Linked DNA regions of Mus musculus: region 1 is linked to region 2. Evidence: chromatin contacts called from public Micro-C data. All regions are on one chromosome and are shown on one strand. The core of a region is the stretch at or near the end of the contact, and the rest is flanking DNA. Distances in the headings are between cores, read along the strand shown.

Region 1 (5,296 bases), core at 1,699-4,198, 600 kb before region 2:
CTAAACATCCTTCACAAAGCATGTTCACCTGCTATAATGAAATGGACACTAGAGATCTGAGTGCCATGTGACTATTGGTGAGTGTGCAGTGCTTGTACACTCCAGTGTTACTATTGGCTGTCCCTTCATCCAGCACCTGGCCTCTTGATTAGAAAATAAATAAATAAATAAAAGGGCAGGAGCAGAAGGTGTTCTCCACAGTCCATCTGTTCAGGATTTTTGGGTTCACATCTGCTTCACACACATAATCAACCGCAAGTGCCTTACTGGACTGTCTTGGGTCTGGCTGGTGAGGGTGGGACCTAGCCATCCCCCAACTCTTTGATGAGGAAGTAATATTTCCTATTAAATGGCACCAGGTCTACACTATTGTCACGTGTGGAGTGTTTCTTTGCCAGAGGGCTCCCTGCTAAGTGCACACACATCACTCTCTGGTTCCTCCTCAAGTCCCTCTAGGAAGTTACGTCATCACTTTGCGCATCTTACAAGTGGACAATTAGACAGGGCAAGGAGTTTGCTCCAGTTCTCACAGTGAGCAGGTGGCAGTGTAGATCCATTCCGAGTTACAGCCAGCTCTGTGCCTGTTGTATCTAGTTGTCCCTCACATGCTATTTTTCAGTAGATAGTGGCTGGCATGCCAGGGCCTTGTGGGGGCGGGGAGGGGAGCTCCCGGGTGGGGAGATGAGGCTGGACCCCCTCACGTTCTTTCTCCATTTCTTTAGGACTGTGGTGTGGCATAGGCAGAACGCACAGAGCAATTTCAGAAGCACCAATGGTGGGGTGATAGAGAGCTTGGATGATGGAGACATGTGGCTGAAATAATCACATGATAATTAAATGACTATATACCTCCCCACCCCATGCTGTCTGTAAGAACTGTGGTGTATAGTGGCTTCTGTTCATTGGATGCACAGGCAAGGTAGCTGCTGTCCTTCTAACCTGCAGAAAGAGATCCCACCTTTTCTATAGTGTGGTTCCCTCAATTTCCGTGGACTGGAGTTGTGGGCACAGGGTTAGTGGCTGCTTGAGGAGGCTGACTAAGCTCCATGCCGTTGGCTCCACTCTTTTTTTTTTTTTTTTTTTTTTTTCCTTTTTTTTTTTTTAAGATTTATTTATTTATTATATGTAAATACACTGTAGCTGTCTTCAGACACTCCAGAAGAGGGCACCAGATCTCGTTACGGATGGTTGTGAGCCACCATGTGGTTGCTGGGATTTGAACTCCGGACCTTCGGAAGAACAGTCGGGTGCTCTTACCCACTGAGCCATCTCACCAGCCCCCGGCTCCACTCTTGTATATAAGCAGTGGGAGGTTTGGAGGCATTTTAGGGACCTCAGCTTGTTTGTCAGCAGTGTTTAGGAGGCAGGATGAACTTGGTCACTCAGAAGCTGGTGGTACAGTCCTTCCTTCTGACCCAGAGTAAGGAATCCCATCCTGTTTCCTGCGGTCTCTCTCCTTCACTCCCCCCCCCCCCCCCAGCATCAGTTTCATCCTCCCTGGCTTCTTTGGGCATCACATAGCTTTTCTCTGCAGCCCAGAAGGCAGAGTGGCTTGGAGATCGTTGGAACCTCAGGTGAAGCCTCATCCGGCTCTTTCCCCGAACCTGGGCTGGCGTGAGCTCTCTAGGAAGATCCTGGCCAAGCTGGGGAGAGCATCTCCTTTTAGGGAGTGTGGTGAATTAGATCGCTTTCTGCACCCTGCTGTTGCAATGGCACAGGCTGTGGAGGAAGATTCTCGGAGGAGCTCTGTTTTAATGTAGCAATTTGATTCAATTTTCCACTCTATAAAATTACCCATCACCGCTCGTTGCTTCCTAACAGACACCTTCACTCTTAATTTAACAATCCTATCGAATTCTGCCAGGGAAATTGGAAAAATTTATCACCTGTGAAATTTTATTTTCCTTTGGTTGTATCTGTTTTTGTAAAACTTCATTAACGACGATGACTTGCTGAGGAAATTATCATTTTTTTTTTAACTTCAGACACAAGAAATGGCTCGACCTCAACCAAGATATCATTTGCATAATAAAACACAACAACAACAACAACAACAACAACCACCACCACCGCCGCCGCCGCCAGGGGAAGTGGAGTCTGGCAGAGGCTGGAGGACTGAGGAGGATTGAACACTTCTTGGTGGGGCTTTGAGGACACACAGACTTGCAACTTGACTCAGAGAGCAATGACGTCGCTTGTCTCTCAGGCAAGAGACAAATAGGGAATACCTACTTAAGAAGGCTGGGTCCTCCTCTTAGGAAGCCTTGAGATGCAATTATTTACTGATAATGCTTTTAGCAAGGGGCCCTGTCTTCTGGGGCCTAAGTGTTGGGTTCACCTTAGTTTCCAGGTTCATCTGGGATGCAGGCTTAAATTGCTATAAATTTTGGCTTAATTTGAATTTCTTAGCAGAGTACTAAACTCCTGGCAAATTTCCACAGGAGCGCTTCCTGAATGGACTTGAAGATTCAGCTTTCCCATTGTCTAAATACCTCACAATTAAAAGGCTCAGGCTCCGGCTTTCCAGTCTGACCCCCACTGTGTTCTGTACTGTTCACCAGCTGCTGGATTCCCACCAGAAGTGGCTCTGCGGGAACAGTGATGACTGTGCGTTTTCTGAGATGCTAGTGAGCCTGCCTTGTGAAGGGGAGGGCTCCAGAGTCAACCGGCCCCAGCACGGGGAGAGGCGAGGCAGGGTAGGCTTACTCTGAGGAGATGAGATTTGACTCTGGGCGATGATGAGGTGTGTTCTATCAGAGTTTTACTGTATCAAGACCATTGTTGGCATCTGCACAATCCAGACTTTGGAAATCCTCCGTACCTTTGAGACAATGCTTTATCCTTCTCCAGATTCTACAGAAAGTAAGCCAGGGCTAGAGAGTTATGAGAACGCACCCCCAAACTCACAGCTAGCCAATGAGAAACAGAGGGAGTGGTCTCTAGCCTTTAACCTTCATGGCTCAAGAACAAGTGACGTCACGTCACGTGGTACCGCTGAAAGAGGATTTCATCTTGTTCCCAGAACAAGGCAGAGTCACCGGGCTTTTTACACCATCTCCTTCAGACAGTGAACCTTGAATAGGGATAACTTTGGGGGCTGTTTCGTTCTTTCGCATGTCAAGAGTTTTTTGTTTTTGTTGTTGTTTTTCTGAGCAGCAGGAGGTGGGTAGTTAGCCGGTGATGTATCTTACCTGGTAGGACTTCATAAATGTCCTCCTCTTTCTCAGTAGGCTCAGGCAAGGCCATGGCTCTGCACTGGGAGCCAGACCTTGGGGAGTCAAAGCCATCGACGTCATTGTACATTTCTTCCTCTTCTTTCTCTTCTTCCTCCTCTTCCTCCTCCTCCTCTTCGAAGGGAATGGTTAAGGAGCTAAGATCTGCAGCGGGAGCAAAGATAAGAATGAATAAAGATAGAAAAAAAAAGAAGTATAGGAAAGGAGGAGGTGAGAGAGGAGGAGGGATGAGAATAAAACATGTCAGGAGAAAATGAAACACTAGGTTAAGGGCTGTTATTTCTAATGCGGGCCTCAGTGGCAGGAAATCTACAGAAAAGGCCAGCCCGTCACTGCATCAGGTTTAACCCACCAACATAAATCCTCCCTGGCAATAAAACGTGGTCAGGATGAAGCAGCCCAGAAAAGTATGGGTATGGGAACGGAAACGCAAGGTGAAAGGAAGAAAATAGGCCAGGCGAGGCATTGCCTGTGTCCTATGCTCTGCTCGCCAAGCAGAAAACCGGATCGGTGAGCGATGGCTCCAAGTTGGCCAGGGTGACAGAGCCCAGGCAATATGGCGGAGTCTGAGCTCTCAGACGTTCATTTCCCGGTGGTCTCACTGTGGAATTCAGACAAATTTGTTCGTGGAGAGGGAAGAAAAACAAATGAGGAAAAGCAGCAGAAGAAAAGAAATGGGGGCACGGGAAAACACAACCGTGGTGTGACCAGACGGAATGGCCAAACAGCACAGTTACCATGTCCTTTTGCGGCCTGGATGACCTCAAAGTGGGTCACTGAGGAGGGGGTGTTCAGCCATTACCGCACTGGTGAGCACCAGGGCGGGGAGAAAGATTGGTTTCAATTCTGATAGGGGGATGGGAAGCTTGTTCTCTGCCTTCAGTGTGCTCCCGGAACCCCCACCCCCACCCCCACCCCACCACCGAGGGGCCGCTGCAGGACCCAGCGAGCACACTGAGCATACTCTGGGGACAGGAAGGATGGAGAGACAGGAACGGTTCATTTCGAAGCACAATAAAACTGCTTGGCTTGATTAGGCTTTTAATAAAGATTTCCCAACAAATTTCATCTGAATTCCGGCGACTTCATAGGAGGAAAGGATCAAAGGCACATTTGCGGCTGAAACCATATGTTATTATTTTGTTTGTTTTAAAATAAAATGGAATGAATAATTTCTTCAATGTGAGATTCTGAAAGTACCACAGGGTACAGCTCAATAAAGCTGCTTTGAGTTTTATTGAGGTTTATACACTTAGGGGTATATTACACGCATAAATCCTAGGCACCTAGATGAGAGTGTACCCTGTAGCCTCACCATCAACGCCCGTGTCTGCCTAGCTCCAGCCTATTATATGGGATGCTGCTGGTGCACGCAGTAGTTTGTTTTTGTGATAGCAGAGGTATAACTGAGGAAAAGAGGCAATTCTTGTAATTAAGGCTGGGGCGCTTTCTTCTTTTTTATCCACCATAAAATCTTACGGCAGAATAATAAACCGTGATGAGAAAGCTTGGTGTTTTTAGGTGGATTGTGTTTCTCCTTGAGACATGGGCCACGTACGGAGTTGGTGTTCTTGCATCTTACTGAGGCTCGTATGATGGTGTATGAAGGTCCTCTTAGGCCAAATCTACCTGTTTGGTCACTCTCAGGGGAAGGCTTCCTGGGCCATTGTGGCTGCTGCACCAGGCCTTCTGGCTGGCCAGCAGAGGGTACTCTAAGAACAGCCTTTAACCTCTTCAGGCAGGGCTCTTGCCATTCCCAAGGCAAGGTACATTTTATTGTGGCTTGGGAAACGACCATTTATTTTTAATGTCCAGTGTCCCTGACAGCCACCTAGATGAGTTTAAAACTCAACTTTTTAACAGAAAGGGAAAACAGGAGAGGAAGGACTTGGATCTCAATGACATGACGATTACTATGCAGGATTACCTTTGCAGATAAAAGGGGTGAAGTGGGGAGAGGACACTTAGCTAAGCAGCTTTCTGAATCTTTCCCAAATGACGATTAGTGGCTTGTCTACATGGTGTCAGTGGGTGAGCTATGACATCAGAGGTGACCTGACGCC
Region 2 (5,348 bases), core at 2,651-5,150:
GTCCTGCTACTCACTCTGTAGACCAGGCTGGCCTGGAATTCAGAAATCTTGCCTGCCTCTGCCTTCTGAGTGCTGGGATTAAAGGTGTGTGCCACCACGCCCAGCTTGCTTCTTTCTTTCTTTCTTTCTTTCTTTCTTTCTTTCTTTCTTTCTTTCTCTTTTGAGACAGTTTTTCTGGGTGTAGCCCCATCTGTCCTTGGAACTCACTTTTTAGACTAGGCTGTCCTTGAAGATAACTACCTGCCTTTGTCTCCCAAGTACTGAGATTAAAGGCCTGCACCACCACCATCTAGCCACATAGGATTTTATACATGAAAAATACAGTGAGGGGCTGAGAAATGGCTGAGTTAAGAGCACCTAATGCATCGGGCTTGGTGGCGCACACCTTTAATCTCAGTACTCGGGAGGCAGAGGCAGGCGGATTTCTGAGTTCGAGGACAGCCAGGGCTACACAGAGAAACCCTGTCCAAAAAAAAAAAAAAGAGCACCTAGTGCTCATGTAGAAGACCCAGGTTCTGTTCCTAACAGCCATATTAGGTGGCTCACCACTGCCTGTTACTCCAGCTCCAGGGCTCTGAGCCTCTGGCCTACAGGGGCACCTATACTCATGTGCACACAGCCCATCTCCACTCCTACAGGCCTATACATTATAGTTTGTTTGTTTTTTTTTTAATGTAGAGAGCAGAGGGAATCCGAGTGTGAGTAAAATCTTGAGTGGCCCTGTATTGTTGATATGAGCATTTCTATATCAAAGACCCTGATGCCTCAGCCCAGGCAAAGCTTTGCCTTAGTGAGGCCCAAAGGGATGGCAAAGCTTTCCTGGAGGGTCCAAGTGAGGAAGACTGACCAGAGGGTGCACAGAAACTAGCAACTGCAGCATCTTCCTTCCCGACATTTACAGCCTGAGACTGTTCACCTCCTACAGAGACCCAATAACTCCTGCCTCTGGGATGACCCTAATAAACATCCTGAGGTTCTGGGGTGGTGTTGGGGTGCTCCATCAGAGTTCACACAGCCCACCTGACCGCAGCTTCTCTATGCATGGTCTGGACTTCTGTCCGCTCTCGTTTTCTCACTGCCTCCAGTCAGGGTTCCAAGACCGAGTCACATGGGGTATGGCAAAAAAGGGAAAGAATGTTAATTAAACCTATTATTTAATTATTGTGAGTGTATTGCCTCTCTATGTTGTCTAGACAGCATTTGCAGGCCTGGTTCTCAAGACAGTCAAAAGAGGATGTCAAGGAAGTAAGCAGTAGGCATCCATTAGAACTGCAGTTACAGATAGCTTGTGACCTACCATGCAGGTGCTGAGAATCAGACCCAGTCTCTACAAGAGCAAATATGCTAAACCACTGAGCCAGGTCTCCAGCCTCCGGTTTTGGTTTGGTTTTGAGGCAAGGACTCCCTTTGTAACTCGGGTTGGCCCAGAACTGATTATACAGAGTGGTATTCTGGGCTACTCCAGACAAGCAGAAAGAGGACATTTTCAGCAGAGCGCAGATTTTTGATTGTTACATAAAAGGTCTTTTAGCAAGTCAATTCTGCAAGGCTAAAATATCTTATCTGATCTAGGCAGTTTCTAAAGCAACCATTATCTAAACAAAACCAGTCATTATTCAGCTTCTACTTATTCAAAGAATGTCCAGTGACTGCAGTTATGTGCTAAGAGACTGAAAATTCCTAAGGAAAGCAAGCCCTAGAATCTCAGATAACAATCACTGGTTATTTGCAAGCCAATTACCTCAAGGTTATGTTGCCTTCACTCAGGAGTAAAAGCCAGGTGCAATGGCTCTTCAAAAATTCTACTACAGTATAGACCAGGCTACCTCAAACTTTCAAAGATCCTTCTGCCTCTGCCTCCCTAGTGCCAAAATTATAGGCATGTATGATCCTGATTGGCAAGTCTTCCTTGCCTTTTTGGGGGGGAGGGGGCAGGTTTCCTGGCTGTCCTGGAATTCACTCTGTAGACCAGCCTGGCCTCGAACTCACAGAGATCCATCTGCCTCTGCCTCCTGAGTGCTGGGATCAAAGGTGTGTGCCACCACTGCCACTACCACCCGGCTCAGCTATTTTCTCAATCTTAATAGATTTGACATCCTTTTGCCTAGGTTTGTGCAGAAAGACCTTAATTTTCTCAAATCTTATTTTCAAAAATTAAAATTTGTTCATTGTTAATAGAGTGTGTGCCTGTGAGTTCATGATAATAGGTGAAGGGTTGGTAGCGCTGTGCCCATGCAGATCAGCAGGCTGCTTTGCCCTGTTGGTTTTCTTTCTCTGCCTTTCCTTGGACTTTGGGATAGAATTTGGGTCCCTGGGATTGTGCAACAAGTGATTCTCTGATGGAACCATTTTACCAATCTGATATTCTCAGACATTGGAAGAGGCACTCAGAGAGTCTGCAGGAGGGTACCCAAGATGTTCCTAGAAGGCAGAATTAGAATGTTTCTTTCCCTGTCTTAAATCTAAAAGTACTTCAGAAGCATGAATGTTCTGGTTATGTGATACAGAGCATTTCTTCCAGATTCAAACGCTCGGAACGCCTTTGAGAAGGGAAGGGACTTTTCGGAACTTAATCTTCCATAGGCAACGTGCATTTGGTATCCTCTGGGTAATTTTTGTTTGTTTTGCTTTGTTTTGAGACAGGGTTTCTCTGTACATGGCATGCGCCACCATTGCCCAGCTCCTATGGGTAATTACAAAAAAAAATAAAGGTAGCAGCCATGGTGGTGTTTCACATCTGTAATCCTTGCACCTGAAAGCCTGAGGCAGGAGGACTGCCTTGAGTTCAAAGTCATGCTTGTGATAAGAATCACACAATTCAGGCAGTGGTGGCACAGGCCTTTAATCCCAGCACTTGGGAGGCAGAGGCAGGCAGATTTCTGAGTTCGAGACCAGCTTGGTCTACAGAGTGAGTTCCAGGACAGCCAGGGCTACACAGAGAAACCCTGTCTTAAAACAAAACAAAACAAAAACATGAAAAGAAAAAGAAAGATTGAAGGGGAGGGAGACTCTGCTCATTCTGTGTCTACAGTAAAGAGACTTTTAATGAAGAAGTCACATGCCTTTTCCTTCAGGACCTGAGGATACCAGAAAGCTCTAGAGCACAAGGGCAACTTTCTCTCCATAAATTCAAAGCTGGCCCCTCATACATATAAAATGGGGATTAAAAAAAAAAAAAAAAGACTTTCTGAGTCAAGTCACAGAAGACCCAAAAAGGAGTTTAACAGATTTTCTTTCAGGACAGGAGTGAGCATTATTTTTTTAATAGACAAGGTCTCAGATAGTCCAGGCTGACTTCAAACTTGGTTGGCGACCAAATCTAACCCTGAACTGCTGACCTTGTGTTCCTGTGCTTAAAAACTGGAATTAGAGGTATCTACTACCAAGTGTGTGTGTGTGTATCAGACTAAAATGCCAGAGTCTGATCTGCAGCTATAGGACTATTAGTGACCAAAGTGTTTTGGTTTTTGGTTTTTTTGGGTTTTTTTTTTTTTTTTTTTTCTTTTTGGTTTTTTGAGACAGGGTTTCTCTGTGTAGCCCTGGCTGTCCTGGAACTCACGCTGTAGACCAGGCTGTCCTCGAACTCAGAAATCCGCCTGCCTCTGCCTCTGCCTCCAGAGTGGTAGGATTAAAAGCATGTGCCACCTCCGCTCAGCCCTAGATGAACTCTCAATGCCCTTTCAAGGATATGAGCTTTGAGCAAATTAAAATATAAACACAAACAAGAACAACAACAAAAAACCAGTTTGCCATCGGGGTGATAAAAAAGGCAAATCCAGCTCTTCAAAAAAGGCACTAAATGTCCCAGCTGTCCCGCGGCAAGGGCGGGGTTTGTGACTCAGTGGGCCGGGCCTGCCCATCCCTTCAGTCCTTAAACTCGCCCACCCGCCTTTCCCAGCGCTAGTGCTGCTGGCTGCTGTTCCTGGTGAGTACCTTAAGGGGTGCAATTGAGCCCTTGGATCCCGGAATTCAGACCTTGAGACAGGGTCTACAGGCAGGGCAGGGTGTGGGGGCTTCGGCATCACCCTAGGCCGTCTTGGAGTGCTCCGATTACCCACAGTGGGTTTGGGAGGGCGTGGGACCCCTTTCGAGTCCTGAGAAATTCTGGCTGGTTTTTCCAGAGACCAGACCTGTTGGGTTCGTCTCTGACAGGAGTCAGGGTCCTGCAGCAGTGGCCCTATGTATGGGTTCGCGGTGGTACCCAGACCCATCACCCCAGTGTGCTGAGGTTCCAAACCTAGCCTTGCTGTGTCACCCACCATGGCCTTCCAGGGCTCTGGCCACTTGTGTCCTGTAACTGTAGGTTGCTCTAGGCAGCCCAAGTGGAAAAGTTGTCAGTGCCTCAGGTGACCATGGATGGAGCTTAGAAGAATAATTTTGAGATGTTATATTATAACTTAACAGACTTTTTCTTATTTTTTTTTAAACTTTGGGGAGGACCCGTCTGTTTTTGTTGTTGTTTGTTGTTGTTGTTGTTGTTTTTAAGATTTATTATATCTAAGTACACTGTAGCTGTCTTCAGGTGCACCAGAAGAGGGCATCAGATCTTATTAGAGATGGTTGTGAGCCACCATGTGGTTGCTGGGATTTGAACTCAGGACCTTTGAAAGAACAGTTAGTGCTCTTAACCATTGAGCCATCTATCCAGCCCCAAGATGTATTTATTTATTAAGTGCACGGTATTCTGCTTGCATTTATGCCTGCAAGCCAGGAGAGGGCACTAGTCCTCAGTACAGATGGTTGTGAGCCACCCTGTGGTTGCTGGGAATTGAACTCATGACCTCTGGAAGAGCAGACAGTGCTCAACCTCTGAGCCCTTTTTCTTATTTTTTGCAAAAGAAAAAACTCATATAACAAAGGACTTCATTTACCAGGCGGTTGTTAGTTCATGCCTTTAATCTCAGCACTTGGTAGCACTTGAGAGGCAGAGGCAGAGGCAGGTGGATCTCTGTAAATTGTAGACAAAGGTCAGTTTGTCTACCTCAGGGAGTTCCAGGACATCCAGGGCTACACATTTTATACACTAGGTCTTTTCTTTTTGAAATTGTTATATTATGTGCATTGGCGTTTTGCTTGTATGCATGTATGTCTGTGAGGGTGTCATGTCCTCAAACTGGATAGATAGTTGTAAGCTGCCTTGCAGTTGCTGGAAATTAAACCTAGATCCTCTGGAAGACCTCTTAACCATTGAGCCAACTCTCCAGCCCTGTAACTATCAGGTCTTTGTAGCTTACTTATCATGCAAGATTAGGGATGCCTAGACCAAGTGCTTTACTGGGTACTGTCAGGAGCTCTGAGTGTTTGGAACTTACTTTTTTTTTTTTCTCCAAAAACTTAGAACTGTAGTT

What was found. A called contact is a pair of places that touch in the nucleus more often than the background predicts.
Region 1: a Micro-C map of embryonic stem cells shows a contact between it and region 2, with 5 times the contacts expected there. The contact joins the enhancer-like site here to the promoter of Calcoco2 in region 2. A contact is called at or near these places in 4 of 39 promoter capture datasets (the C10 cell line, the HPC-7 cell line, hippocampal neurons and 1 more), 1 of 484 Hi-C or Micro-C datasets (embryonic stem cells) and 2 of 9 other capture datasets (embryonic stem cells and liver).

What each region holds. Positions count from the first base shown.
Region 1 is chr11:96,711,098-96,716,393 of GRCm38.p6, reverse strand. It overlaps Skap1 (src family associated phosphoprotein 1), which reads right to left. Exons shown (of 12, transcript NM_001177899.1): 9 at 3,192-3,377. Among named protein-coding and RNA genes, the nearest start is that of Snx11, 64 kb to the left of the region's middle. Within about 2 kb of position 2,948, at least 21 of the 459 cell types and tissues checked have an H3K27ac peak or open chromatin away from gene starts, as enhancers often do. A contact at or near this core is called in embryonic stem cells, where this site is marked.
Region 2 is chr11:96,110,514-96,115,861 of GRCm38.p6, reverse strand. Calcoco2 (calcium binding and coiled-coil domain 2) reads left to right here and starts at 3,900. Exons shown (of 6, transcript NM_001271018.1): 1 at 3,900-3,925.